2 separate regions of the Capra hircus genome follow, and region 1 is linked to region 2. Evidence: chromatin contacts called from public Hi-C data. All regions are on one chromosome and are shown on one strand. The core of a region is the stretch at or near the end of the contact, and the rest is flanking DNA. Distances in the headings are between cores, read along the strand shown. Region 1 overlaps SCARA5 (scavenger receptor class A member 5). Region 2 holds the start of SCARA5 (scavenger receptor class A member 5).

What was found. A called contact is a pair of places that touch in the nucleus more often than the background predicts.
Region 1: a contact with region 2 is called in a Hi-C map of blood, with 5 times the contacts expected there. The contact joins the enhancer-like site here to the promoter of SCARA5 in region 2. A contact is called at or near these places in 3 of 5 Hi-C or Micro-C datasets (blood and liver).

Annotation. Positions count from the first base shown.
Region 1 is chr8:10,781,607-10,789,299 of ARS1.2, reverse strand. It overlaps SCARA5 (scavenger receptor class A member 5), which reads right to left. Exons shown (of 9, transcript XM_018051873.1): 9 at 3,305-5,405. The coding sequence ends at 5,269. Among named protein-coding and RNA genes, the nearest start is that of PBK, 24 kb to the left of the region's middle. Within about 2 kb of position 1,534, at least 1 of the 5 cell types and tissues checked has an H3K27ac peak or open chromatin away from gene starts, as enhancers often do.
Region 2 is chr8:10,647,146-10,654,372 of ARS1.2, reverse strand. It overlaps SCARA5 (scavenger receptor class A member 5), which reads right to left and starts at 2,425. Exons shown (of 9, transcript XM_018051873.1): 1 at 2,075-2,425.

The DNA.
Region 1 (7,693 bases), core at 285-2,784, 140 kb before region 2:
GGCTTTCAAATGTGTCATTCTCTTGTTAGCCTGCAGATGTCACCAGAGAGCTAACAGTGGGCTTTCTGGAGCGGTGGGAACTACAGAAAGTTTTTATTCCCATTTCTCCTGTCTGTTCTGCCCTTCAAGTTCCTGTACGCTCTGGCCTGTTACCCAGTAAAACTGGAGAAATGGGCTGCAAAATGTATTTTGAAGCTGTTCACATCACGGACACTTCATTGTCTGCCCTTCCAGAAAAGAACTGGACTTAGAGGCCCTTCTGTCTCATGAGCAGACTCCCACAGAGTGATTTTTTAAAAGCCCAGATTCTGTGTTTCCTTGACAATTCAGATAAATCTGTGGCAGATACTCTGACAATATGATACTATAATGAACTATACTTTATTTTGGTCCCAGAATTTATTTATTAAGGTATTTGTCTTGTCTTGATCAATTCTTAAAATTTTAAATTATAATGACCATCTTTCCAGTAAACCAAAGGTCAAAGTCTTCCATGTTAGACCACCTAATTCGAAGAGGCAACTCATTGGAAAAGACCCTGATGCTGGGGGACATTGAAGGCAAAAGGAGGAGGAGGCGACAGAGGATGAGATGGTTGGATAGCATCTCAATGAACATGAATTTGAGCAAACTCTGGGAGATAGTGGAGGACAGGGAAGCCTGCAGTACTACAGTCCATGGGGCTGCAAAGAGTCAGACACAACTTAGTGACTGAACAAAAACAATTTACATAACGCTTTAGATTTTTAAAACACTTTTAATTTAACATATTCTTGAAAAATATTTGTAACATTAGGTGTGTAGGATACTCTGAGTTATAGGTGATGGTCCTGAAAGCTGGAAGTTCATCTAGTAATTTGTGAAAATAAGACTTGGATCCAGGAAGCACCAGTGGTAAAGAATCTGCCTGTAATGCAGGAGACTACCTGCACCTCAGGAGACCTGGGTTCAATTCCTGGGTGTGGAAGATCCCCTGGAGAAAGCAATGGAAACCCGCTCCAGTATTCTAGCCTGAGAAATCATACGGACAAAGGAGCCTGACCAGCTACAGTTCATGAGATCGCAAAGAGCCAGACACGACTTAGGGAGTCAAAATACTGGACAAAATATCTTTAGACCTTAGACCTCAATAGCACAAGTCTGTGCTCCTTGAGAAAAAGACAGCCCATGAGGTCAGCCTGCACTGGCCTAGGCTCTCTGCCAAAACTTGATGAGGTGAGGAGACAGAGACTGGAGGCTGGGAAGGCCAAGGTGGCTGGAATTTGCTGGGCACAGCATCTGAGACTAGGGAGCCACGTAAAGAAAGTTCCAGAAAAGTGCACAGGGTTCCCTCGCATTGTCTGCTGAATCTGTGTGAACCCTGGGAGGCGGGTAGAACAATTTCTGAGGAAAGCACTGGCAGCAGAGCTCACAGTGAGAGCTGTTCAAGTTCCCTCCAGCTGGGGTGGGAGGTCCCCATGTAGGGCAGGGGTCCCCAGTCCCCAGAGCCACAGGCGGATACTGGCGGGTGGCTGTCAGGAACCAGGCCGCACAGCTGGAGGTGAGCGGTGGGTGAGCGAGAGAAGCTTCATCTGGTTTTACAGCGGCTCCCCATTGCTCGCATTACCGCCTGAGCTCCACCTCCTGTCAGATCAGCAGAGGCGTCAGATTCTGTAGGCACTCAAGGTGTACTGTGAACTATGCAAGGGAGGGATACAGGTTGCACGTTCCTTGTAAGAATCGAATGCTTGACAGTCTGAGGTGGTGGTGTTAGCAATGGGGAGCGGCTGCCACTGCCTCACCCCCAGATGGGACCATCCATTTGCAGGGAAACAAGCTCAGGGCTCCCACTGATTCTGCAAGATGGTGAGCTGTATATATTTCATTATATATCACAAGGTAATAATAATACAGATAAAGTGCACAATAAAGGTCATGCACTTGAATCATCCTGAAACCTCCTCCCCCCACCACCCAGTCCATGGAAAAATTGTCTTCCACAAAACTGATCCCTGGTGCTGAAAAGATTGGAGACCACTACCCTAGGGGACCAAGAGTCCTCCTGGAAAACTCCTTAGCCTGTTCCAGCTGGGGGGTGAGCTGGTGGAGTATTCAGTGACAAAGCTCCCCTCAGTCAGAACTCACCTCAGCTCCCAGCATCGAAAGGTGCAGGAGAAGAGAAAAGGAGGGATGGGAAAGGTGTTAAGTGGAAGGCTGAGGGAGAGCTGTTCCAAGAAGAGAAAGACAGGGGCTTCACACAGTTGACATCTCATGGAAATGTCAGAATACCCATCAGGAAACAATGAGGCTGAAGAAGCCACCAGGTGGCTATGGTGCAGAGTGCTGTAACTTCTTCTGTGACTCAAACCCACCATAGCTGTCGGCTTGACTACAACCCACACAGGCACCATGGGTCCTCGGGTATTTGAGACCAGGGAAACATGGGGCCTTGTAGACATTAGAGGGGAGAAGTCCCCTTCGCCACACGGCCTGAATATAGAGTGGGAGCCACAGTGCTTTGGGGGTGGGCATCACCCAGCTTTTTAGAGGAAACCACAATGCCTCTGGTGTGTTTCCAGAAAGTCTATTTTTTGACCTCCTTTGGCAAATTATTAGGGCCCACAGCCAGCCTGGGGCCAAGAGGTTCTCCCAGAGGTGCAGCTATGAGCGTGTGACCGGGACTATCCAGTGACCCGGGTCACCCCACACATTGCCCGGGTCCTGGGCCTGGGGGCTCCTGCCTCTCACTGGGTGATGAGGCCCGGTGGGTTCACAGACCTTGGGTGGTCTTCTCTGTGTGAATGGAACTCTGGATGAAAGCACCTCCTCAAGTAAGAATGCAGTCATGTTTGACTCTGTGACCCCACCCGGCTCCTCTGTCCATGGAATTCCCCAGGCAAGAATACTGGAGTGGGTTGCCATTTCCTACTCCAGGGGATCTTCTTGTCCCAGGGATAGAACTTGGGTCTCCTGCATTGCAGGGAGGTTCTTTACTGTCTGCTAATAGCTCTGTAGAAGTGAGTAAATTGACAAGTGGCCTTTCCTTTCGTGAATACAAAAGCAATTCTCTTATAAGCTGGATCTTAATTATCATTCGTTTGCTTGAGATCCTTTCCTTAGGTTACCTAATAGGGCTTAAGACTTCATATGCCATCAAGTTCTTGCTCTAGACTGTTTATCATCCTCTGGAAGTATTAAGGCAGCTTCTCATAAGCTGTCCATTCTACCAATTCCTGCTGAAAAATGATCAGACCTATCCAATTTTTGACCACCCCCTTCCCATGCTCACCGAGTTTTCCATGAGAAAGAATGTGAGGGAAACTTGTTAGCATCGTGTTTTCAGCTTTATTGAAATTCTTACAAAAGGTCTGATGTATTTTAGGCCTGGCCTAATTTCCTTTAGTCCCTGAAATACAGGATCATGGCTATTTCCACGTCCTTTTAAGTAGGAATGTAAACTAGTAGACTTTGCTTTTAAAGTTCGAACACATATCACCATGGTTTTTCACTGATGTAAAGCAAGACTTATGTTTTCCCGAATGAAAAGACCAGGTAAGAAAGTTACATGGGTCTTCCTTGGTGGGATAGCTGGATTCTTTGTCAGAACAGACTTGGGGACTTATTTCACTTAATGTGACCTTCTTCCACCTTGAGTATGTTCCTTTTTTTAAATGCAAATTTGCGATGTACTGAGCTATGTAGTAAAGAGGGCCGTGTCCATATCTGCACACATATATTGGCTCTGGAAAAAGATGCATGAGTACATGCACGTTATGTAGACATAGCAGATAATAAGCATATCATAAGTAAAGAGCAACCAATAGCATGTACTGGTTTAGTTGTCAGCCAGGAGCTTTGCTGGTCTCATCCCCAGAGGGTCCCAGCCATCGCTTTCCCCGGGCAGGCGATGCTTACCAGGTAGGACAGGTGATTGTGTATCTGAGGCGTGTCTGAGTCTGTGACTCCCCCAGGGTCGGTGGGCCTATGCTCACGCGCTATCATGAAGCTCCCCAGGCCTGGAACACAGAAATGCCCAGCATGACCTCCTCCTCATGTCAAAAGCAGACTCTGATCTCCCCATCACTAGGAAAGGGGTGCAGACTTGGGGCTCCCAGAGGCCCACAGCCTCCTCTCCCCCGGGATGTAGTAGGGAATCCGCACTTCCTTTCAGTCTTAATAGGCTCCATCAGGACATGTGTTTTCTTGACCACAGGATGACACCCAAAGAGGCCTGGAAGGTTCTGTATCATCGCCTCCAGACAGCTCTGAGACACAGGCAACGTGGCTTTAACCCTGATTGCCAGATGACTGAGGGTTGGCCTTGGTTTAACCCAGAGAGCTCCCATGTCACCCTCCAAATCCATCCTCCTATGCGGATGGCCGCCTTGGAAGCCAGTTACATCCAACCTTGAACTTACACCCTATGGGATTTGGAGTATGTCATCTTCTAGCCACACTTGTGCTGCACGCCAGCTTCTTGCTTGAATCTAAGCAAAGACGTAATGAGAGTTCAGGTCGAAACAATGGTCTCATTCTCCATCTGACTGCTAGGCTAGGTGAATGGGTCAGTTGAGTGCTACCTGGAGGTCAAGTGGTACCCAAGCCAGCATGACTTGCAGGAGAGCTGCAAAGTGATACATGAATTGAGCACCCGAGATACTACGTAGCACACGTGGCAGTCACTCAGTAAATGTTCCTTTCACTTGCCTTCTCGGACTCCAGACTGGTTCCTGCAGGAGGCTGGCATCTCCCTCTCACTCCTAGAGCCGCCCCTCCTCTATGTCACTTTCCCGAACTAACAAACGCTGTGCAGAGGCAGAGTGAAGGGGGGGAGGCGAATCACTCAGTATCGTCTCTTGCTGGTCAAAACTCTTGGCCTGAGGTTTGGGAATGACCTGCAGAGTAATCGACCTGGGACGCCTCCTGCCCATCCTCACTGCTACACTGGTGGCCAGGACCCATCTGTAACTCACAGATCACAGAGAACACGGACAGGTGGCCCTGAAGGCACAGTGTTTAGAAGACTCCGGAAAAAGGAGATCCAGTCGACCAGGGCTCCATGCAGGAACCGTGGTGGAAGGGAGAGACAGGCAGTGGATCCCAGAGTTGTGCTTTGGAATAGATGTCCAAGAGGAGGAGGGTGACAGGTCACCATGGTCCTGGGATGGGAATTACAGGGGTCTGGGGGTGCCGGGCTGGGCGCAGAGGGCAGAGGCGTTCATTGCCCCCACCCCAGGAATGCAGGAAGGAGGCTCGGCAGCTGGGCCCAACCTCGGGCTGGGCCCACTGTTAGTGTCTCTTGCACGTCACGCCGGCATCCTCGGCGTGCCCGCAGTTTGTCACCCCCCACTTGGAGAAGCTGCAGCGGAAGATGCTTTCCTCGGTGCCCTTGCAGGCAACATCGTCCATCCAAATTCTCCCTGTACCTGTGGAGACAAGCGGACACGATGTCTTAGCAGAGACGCAGGAGCGCAGGACAGACGGGAGCACTGCCGTCTGCCCCGAGCTCTGCTGCCAGTTCTCTAGTCGAGTGGTTCCCCTGCCTTCTCCGCTCCACCAAGACCAATGCATCTTCTCTAGGCTCAGTTTCTGGAAAGCAGAATAACAATACCGGACAGTGAGGATGGGTTTCCCTGGTGGCTCAGTGGTAAAGAACCCACCTGCCAATGCGGGAGACGTAAGAGTCGTGGGTTCAATCCCTGGGTCAGGAAGATTCCCTGGAGGAAGAAATAGCAACCCACCCCAGTGCTCTTGCCTGAAGAATCCCACGGATAGAGGAGTCTGGTGGGCTACAATCCATGGGGTCACAAAGAGTCAGACACGAATTAGTGAGTAAACAATAACCACGATGGCATTTACTGAGCAGCTCCTATGTGTCGGGCCTCTTACGTATATGATCTTCGTCCATTCTCACCATGGTGCTGTGAGATGGGCATGAATAACCCTTTTTCTAGATGGGAAAACTGAGGTTCAGAAAGCAAGTGGTGCAAGGTTGCTCAGCTTGTAAGTGGCAGAGTCTGAACTCAAGCCCAAGTCTTGCTGCCTCTCAGGCCCACACTTTATACAAGATGCTTAATAGCTTTTGAGATTTTGGCCATGCCACATAACCTGTGGGCTCTTAGTTCCCTGACCAGGGATCAAACCTGTGCCCCCTGCAATGAAAGCACAGAGTCTTAGCACTAGACCACCAGGGAAGTCCCCTCTGTTGAGATGTATCTCGCAGCCTTTGCTGCCGAATATTCAGACAAGACATAATCAGAGGGACAATGTCAGAGAGATCTAACTCAGATAGATCCAGCACCCCATAACCAAATATCTGTGTCAACATCACCTCCAGTATTTTAAAATTTTAAGCTGATGGTCTCACACAGTGAGCTTCAAACAGTAGTCCTTGGAATGACAGCAGATCTCAGAAATTAACATTATCACCACACATATATGTTATGACAGGCGGAAGCATCCATAACCATAAGCAACTAGGTCAGTTCCCAAAATACAAGGTCCCTAAGACAATCCAGCTGAGTTTTGCCCACCTGTTCACTGCACCTTGTTCACTCAGCTCTTACGAGGACCAACCTGATGGTCTGAAGGTGCCCATGCAGGGAGTCTTTAGTTGGTTTTCCCAGGATTGTACCCGAGTCTCAAGAGACACAGACTTGGCATTGAGGTCTTCAATGAACGTCAAGGGAATAGGTCAGCTGGGTGTGGCTTCAAGGGAATGGAGAGGGCTTGTTTGGGGTCAGACGGGGTCAGCGGAGAGGGGAGAAGTCACCTGGAGCCCCCACTGATGAACTGGCAGGGCCATCAACCATGTTCTGGTGGGTTCTCTGGGCTGATGGCCAAGCCACATCTTTAATGGTGGGAGCTCACTCAGGAGCCCTCTGGAATGCTGCCTGAGCTTCAGGGCTCCCATCTCCCATGGAGTCTTTATCTCAGAGCTTCGCTACTCAAAGTGTGATCCTAGATCAGTAGCATCAGAGTTTGTTAAAAATACACAACCTCATGCCCTGCCCAGGACCTACTGAACCAGAATCTACATTTGAACCAAGTGGTCCTGCACTGAAGTTTGAGAAGCACTGGTACAGCAGAAATAGGGCTTTACAACAAGCAGGACAAATCTCAAGTCTCAGCCCATCCAGGAGGACCATGTCAGTTGTAAAAGTAGGAGGGGATTCCCAGGATGTGAGACTTTTGGTGCTGAAGCTAAGTAAACTGAGAACCTACTGGGTAAACTTATTTGTTACATTCAAGAGCTGGTACCAGAAATCATGGGGTTGAAGGTCAGAAACTGCGTTCCAATATTGCCATTCAATCTGGGCAAGTTAAACGAGGTAGTTGTTGTTTAGCCGCTATGTAGTATCCAACTCTTTGCAACCTCTTGGACTGTAGCCCACCAGGCTCCTCTGTTCATGGGATCGCCCAGGCAAGAATACTGGAGTGGGTTGCCATTTCCTTCTCCAGGGGATCTTCCTGACCGAGGGATTGAACCCGAGTCTCCTGCCTTGGCAGGCAGATTCTTCACTGCTGAACCACAAAGGAAGCCCAAACGAAGTAACAGTTCCTGTATTTTAAAGGGCTTTGAAATGCATCAAAACCCTACACGAAAGGCAGTTCAGGGATCCTAGCATTTGATCCTAGCACCATGCCTCCTTGTCCCGTCTCTCGGCAGCCAGACAACCTCTCCTTTTAGAGGAATTGTCGGGTATTGTTGTTG
Region 2 (7,227 bases), core at 1,176-3,675:
CAGAGGACACGCCCTCATTTCACGAGTGCTCTGTGCGGCACCCCACCCTCTGGCCTCAGTCCTGGGGAGCGGGGAAGCAGGAGGCCAGTGTCTCCTCTGAGAGGGGGAACCCGCTCTCTGCCAAAGGCAACAGCAGCTGCTGCCCAGAGCCTGTGGGGGCACCGAGTGCCAGGGGAGGAGATGCAGAGCTGGGCTTGCTCCAGTTTCCCCATCTGCCTTTCCGCCTTCTCTCTCTGCCCATCAGCTCCTGGACCAGAGCTGGAAGGCGGGGCTCCTTATCTGGAATGTGTCTGTCGGGCCCCTCCCAGCACCCCCTCCCCACCCCTCAGCTGGTGGAGCTGGAGCCTGGGGGCGGGGGAGAGGGAGAGGGGCCAGATGTGAGCACGCTGAGATGGGAAGTGCTCAGCCGACTCTGCTAATGTGTGTTACTGGGGAATGAAACCTAAGAGCTTTCTGTCTGCCCCAGGTTTTATTTGGTGCTGTTTTTCTTTCTTGAGGAATAGGGGGCAGGAATTTAGACCTTCCAATCATTGGTTGTATAGCCTTTGGACCAAGTCTGAGCAACTGACTGCCAAGTGTGGTGATGATAGAGCAAAGCCTCCACCCTCCACCTCCACCCCTGGAGCATGACCTGGAGTATGTTCCTCCCACACCATACAGATCCTCGCCATCTGGAGCTCCCCACCTCCCAGGGGCACTGCAAGGGGGCAGGTGGCATTGGTCCGTTTTTCCCATTCTAAAGATAAGCCAAGTGAAGCCCAGAGGAGCAGGAACTGAAGAATGTCAGAGAGGAGGTCCTCCAGCATTTAACCCCACCCAGGGCATTGGCTCCGCACGAGGCTGCTCTGGCCAGGATGCATGTCCCTTTCAGAGGCCACCTTTTGGTCCCACAGTGATGCAGGGAAGAGGGCCAGGTGGGGACCCTGGAGCTAAGAGAGCTGGAAGGGAGGGGGCCAGTGCCATGGAAACCCAGGCAGGGTGTAGACACCAAAGTGACCTGTGGGGAGCGGGGGCTCAGAGGACATGGGGTCCCAAGCTGGCGCCACATCTTATCCCCGGGGAGCTCGGTCTGTCAGCTAACACATCCAGCCTCAGCCTTTGCGATGGGGAGGACACACCTCCCAGCTACAAGGTCTCTGTGAGTCTCACGTGGATCAGGGCACATGGGAGGGCTGTATGGATGGGGCAGGTAGGGAGATGGTGGTGGAGCCTGGTAACCACCCACGGCCCCCCAGCATCTTCTGATCCTGCCAAGCAGCCTGGCACAGGGGTCTCTGGATTCCCTCGGCCTCCCTCCCACCTAGCTAGTCCCAGAAACAATCCCATTTGGACCCCTTTGCGAAAGCAATCGTGAATGCAGACCAGACCTGAGAGCCGTACCTTGATTCTCAAAGCCCCCCTCCAGGCAGCAGCAGGACTCAATCAGTTCTTCCTGCAGAGGGGTGGTGGCCCCAGCCTTGCTGGGTTCCAGCATTTAACGCTACAGGGCTCGTAACTCCTCAAAATCAGATAGGGATCACCGTGAACAAGGTCCTCTCTGGACCTTGCTAAGGAGGCTTTGAGCCCTTTCCTCCTCTAACTGTACTCAGATCGTCTGAAGCATCACTCAGAACTAGAGAGGTGCAGATGGTTTATAAACAAGCTCTGCCTTCCTACGTTCCACTGCTGGGCACACCCACAGGCACACGCATGCACACACATTCACCACACGCGTGGAGAGACTGTCACCTGTACCATCTGCTCCCTGAAGAGGCTCTGGAGCTCTGACACAAGCCAGGCAGAGTTGCCACTAAGGCGATCACTTTCTCTGGCTCCCAAATGCCCACACTCACCAGCCCAGACAGATGGATGGCAGAGTTGCCACTAAGGCGATCACTTTCTCTGGCTCCCAAATGCCCACACTCACCAGCCCAGACAGATGGATGAAAATCCGGCAGATCCCCCAGGTTGACAGTAATGACCTCCCCTCCCAGGACCTGCACCTCCCCGCGATGCCCAAACCTGTGCCCTGTGACCTCCGGCTGCCTTTAGGAAGCCATGCCCAGGTGCTAGGACAGTCAGTGCCCAGACTCACCTGAGTGCCCCCAGTGAAGCTGCAGAACCTGTCCCCTCAGTTCCTGGCATTTGCCATGGTGGCTGGAGAGCTGGCCACTGCCCCCACCCTGAGACCCAGGCAGCCCCTCAGAGCTTGTCCCCACAGCCAGCCGAATCCAGACGGAGTCATAGAGACTGCCCGGTGCCCAGGGTCTCGGGGGTCACTTCTCCAGGAGGATCAGAAGGCAAGACTCAACCTTGTGCCCAGGTGGGAGTCCCTGTCTTGGTGTCTGGCCTCGTTCAGCCTTGGGCAGCGCTCGAGATGTTCTGTGGAGGCACCAGCGGCTCCGCTAGGTACTGACTGAGCTGTGAACTGCAGCTGCACTGGCCGCCAGGCTTTATAAAGTTCTTGGAGCAACTGCGAGGCTCCCCTGGGGCCGAGAACGCATCCTCCCTCTAGTGGCCAATCTCAGCATTACAGCTTCACACAGGCATGCCTGCTGCGTCTTGGTCTTGGGACTCCACCCTCCTGTTCTAAAGGCTCTGCTCAAGATACTTTTTGGAAAGCTTCTAGCGGAATGGCAGCTAGACCTGGCTTAGGAGCTGCGCAAGGAACCCAGCCTTGTAAATTTATTTATAGGACAGAATTGGCATTGCTCAGTTCATTCACCAAACTTGGGGTAGAATTACTACGTTCTGTGTTTTCTTGGAGGCGTATCTACCCGTAAGGGACACAGATTGCCCACACCAGGGAGATTCAGAAGAGGACTCTGAGGGTGCTGAAGGAACTTCCCAAAGTCAGGTTCAATGCAATTCATCAAGGAAGCCAGGGTTTCTGGAGCCCCGACGTTGTACAAGGGTTAGGCTACAGGGGTGAGTGAGAGGAGGCTGCTGTCCTTAGGGGGTCGCAACCCAGGCTGAGAGGCAGGCTTGGACACAGATAACTGTGGCGCTAGTGGTAAGGAACCTAGGAGACATAAGAGACACAGGCTTGATCCCTGGGTTGGAAAGATCCCCTGCAGGAGGGCATGGCACCCCACTCTAGTATTCTTGCCTGGAGAATCCCATGGAAAGAGGAGCCTGGCAGGCTACAGTCCATGGGTCACAAAGAGTGGGACACAACTGAGCGTCTGACCACACACCTGTAAACCTCAGCATAGCTATATTCAATGTGTAAAAACAGGAGCTCTCACCAAAATGTTGAGGGGGTGATTACCTTCATTCAGGTTGAGATGGTGATGGGAGAAGCATCAGAGAAATTCTGAAAACAATCTGAACCATGGTACATGGTCAGTTTGTATGTGTGGCCCTTCCCCCACCTCCCACCCCAGAGACAGAGCGCTGAAGGTCACGTTCATAAACATATGCCTGTTTCTTGGTTACAAATTCAGCCTTAGCACTGGAGCGTCAGACCTTGTACCTGAGAACAGTCTGCCAGGGCTCAGCTCTACCCCCCATCCCACCAAACCACAGCTGAGTCACAGAAGTCTTAGTCACTGTCAGTAACTGCCTCTTGACCGTCCCTGGGAGGGAGCTACAGTGTGGGGCTCCGAGGCTCCGTTTTACTGGAAAAAGCAGTAATTATATCGTAATGATGATGATAATTATAATTGGAGGATAAGGAAGAGGGAGGAGGGGAGAGGATGGGGAGAAAGAGGAGGAGGAGGAGGCGAAAGGGGAAGTGAGAGGAAAACATTTCATCACATGTTCCCTGTGCCAGGCAATTCCAAGTGCTTTTCATATATTAACTCATTTAACCTTGATGGCAACCCTGTCAGGTAGGCACTGCTATTGCTGGTGGTTTAGCCACTAAGTCATGTTCGATGCTTGCAATCCCATGGACTGTAGCCCACAAGGCTCCTCTGTCTGTGGAATTCTCCAGGCAAGAATACTGGAGTGCCATTTCCAGTGGGTTGCCATTTCTTCTCCAGGGACTCTTCCCTTCCGCAGGGATCAAACCAGCATCACTGGCATTGCAGGCAGATTCTTTACCAGTAAACCACCAGGGAAGCCCAGGCACTGCTATTATTCCCATTTTATAGAGACAGAGGAAATAGGTGATTTGTCTGCAAGTGCCAGAGCTCGATCCTACTCCAGGCAGTGTGACTGTAGAGTCTGTGCCCCTGACCACTCCCCTAACTGCCTCTGATGAAAAAGAGTGTGTTTCAGTCACCCATCAAGTCACCAGTGTCCCTAGGAATGTCATTCTACAAATAGCAGGAAATGTGCTCAAAGTGTTGTCTCCGAGCATCTCATTGTAGAGGATGTATTGATCAGCAATAAATGCAGTGATTGGTGAGACCCTGGTGATGTCCTACTTTATGTGAAATAAAGCGTTCTTTATTTTTACTGAAATATAGTTTATTTACAGTGTTTCAGGTGTACAGCGAAATGATTCATTTATACATGTATATTCTTTTAGAATCATTTCCATTATACATTATAAGATATTGAATGGAGTTCCTTGTGCTATACAGTAGATCCTTGTTGTTGTTGTTTTTTTTAAGTTTTACTTAAGTATAAAGGAGATAGAGAAAGCTTCCGACACAGGCATCAGAAAGGGGCAGAAAAAGCACCCCGATCCTTCTTGTTTATCTATTATATATATAGTATGCATCTGCTAGTCCCAAATTGCTGATTTATCCCTTCCCCACTCCCTTTCCCCTTTGGTAACCATAAATTTGTTTTCTATGTCTGCGAATCCATTTCTACTTCAAAAATAAGTTCATTTGTGTCCTGTTTTATATTCCACATGTAAGTGGCATCATATGGTATTTGTCTTTTTCTTTCTGACTTCACTTAGTATAATAATCTCTAGGTTCATCCATGTTGCTGCAAATGGCATTATTTCATTCTTTTTTATGGCTGAGTAATATTCCATCACACGGCCATGTGTGTATACACACACACATATAACACGACGTCGTCTTTATCCATTCATCTGTTGATGGACATTTCAGTTCTTCCATGTCTTGGCTATTATAAATACTGCTGCTATGAACATTGGGGAGAATGTATCTTTTTGAATTAGAGTTTTTGTTTTTTACTGGACGTATGCCCAGGAGTGGGATTGGTGGAGAATATGGTAAGTCTATGTTTAGTTTTTTTAAGGAATCTCCTTACTGTTCTCTATAGTGGTTGCACCAATTTACAATCCTACCAACAGTGTACAAGGATACAAAGCATTTTTCTTAACACTCCTACACTGCTGTGCCCTGGCCATAGAGAAAGGGAAGAATGGGGACCCCAGTGTAGCCCAGGCTCTTGGCTGAGCCTTCCTTTACCATTGGCAATTGATGACACAGACATGGAGTTCTCTGCAAGTGAGACCCAGCAGTGGATGTAGAACCTTTAAGCTATAAAATTGCAGGAAGAATGAAGCTTAGCCTTTTACACTCAGCTTCAGGCAAGAGGAGGTGCCTTTCCTTTGTTCGTTTCTGATTCGTTTCCCTTCTTCCAGTGATAAGAGTAGTCTGTATGGTAGCCTGGAGCAGTAGCTCATTCTAGTTTCTTCTTTATGGCTGAGTAACATTCCATTTTATGCACAGAGCATGATTTGTTTATCCATTCTCCTTTTGATGGGCTTTTGGGTTGTTTCTAATTTTTGTCTCTTATGAATAAAGCCACCCAAACAGCAAAGAGCTTTCCATCGTTAAGTATAGGAATGACCTGTGAGGCAAGATTTCGAGTGGGTGAGAGTCCTTCATAGGCAGCTCTTAGCTCAGATGATAACTTCTTGTCACCTGAAATCAGCATGGTCCACAACATGGCTTGCTTCCATTTAATCACAGAACGCATTTATTTATTTATTTGTTTATAGTAGAATATGAGAGTTCCAGTTGCTCTTTTTTTTTCGGCTGCACCAAGTCTTAGTTGCAGCATGCAAGATCTTCCATCTTCATTTCGGCTTGTGGGATCTCTTAGTTGCTACATTCGGGATCTAGTTCCCTGACCAGGGATCGAACCCCCAGGCCCCCTGCATGGGGAGCTCATAGTTCAAGCCACTGGACCACAAGGGAAGCCCCATAGAAGGCATTTATAATAGGGATTTCTCCACCCAGACAGTATTATGAAACTGCTTGCCCTGAAGGAGAGTGGGATAAACTGAAGTAGCTGCGTCTATGGATGTGGAAGACAGGGAGGTCCATTAGTGTGCTCAAGCGCTTCCCGCTTTCTTTGAATGATTTCATTTGATTGTCCCAACAACCCTCTAGGGTGGAGGTGGAGCGTTACCATCCTCAGTTTTCATATGGAGAAACCCAGCAATGCTGAAACTGAAGGTCACAATGCTAGGCTCTCAGACGCAACATCCACAGCGGTCCTCTACTCTGGAGCCTCTTCGTCTGTAGAAATTCCTTCCATCCACTCAGTTATTCATTCGACAGACATCTGTTGTGTAACCTTCTTGCAGCATATCCTGAATGTTTTCACAAACATGAGTTGGACCTAGCGCTTTCCTTCAGGATCTCAGTCCAGGGGGAGAGAAGGTCTGAGAGCCGGGAATCACAGCCTGGCAACCTTCAAGCGGTTCCTCATGGCTTCAGGCTAGGTGAACCTCAGACCTTCACCCTCAGGCCTGACTTTGTTTCCCCCCCACCCCGCCTCCACCCAAGAGATTCTTTTTTTCCCCAACCAAAAAAAAAAAAAAAATCTTAAAAGTTTAACGTAGCTAAGGAAAAATGGACAAAACATAATCCAATTTGTACATTCTTCACAAACTGAATAGGAGCCAACACCTGAGTCAAGAGCAGAACAGACCCTTCCTCAGAAGTTCCTCTCTGGCCCTCCTGGTTCCTAATCCCCCCAACACTGGTCACCACCATCCCATATTCCATCACTATAGGTGATTCTGCCGGTTTTTGAACTTCATATACATGGAGTCATTCACCATATGTCTAGCTTCAGTAGTATGTTTCAGATGTTCCCTTTCTGGGAGTTCATTCATTCTCACCACTGTAGGGCCTCCACTGTGTGAATATCCTTTCTACTGGGGATGGCCATTTGGGTAAGTTCCAGGTTTTGACTATTCTAAAGAGTGCCACCATGACCATTCACATGCATGTCTCCTGGTGAACAAATGGGTGCATTTCTCTTGGGTATATACCTTGGAAAGAAATTGCTGGGTCATCGGGCGGCCCATGTTCAGCTTCAGTAGATGTTGCCCAAGAACTTTGCAAAGTGGTTGTACCAGTT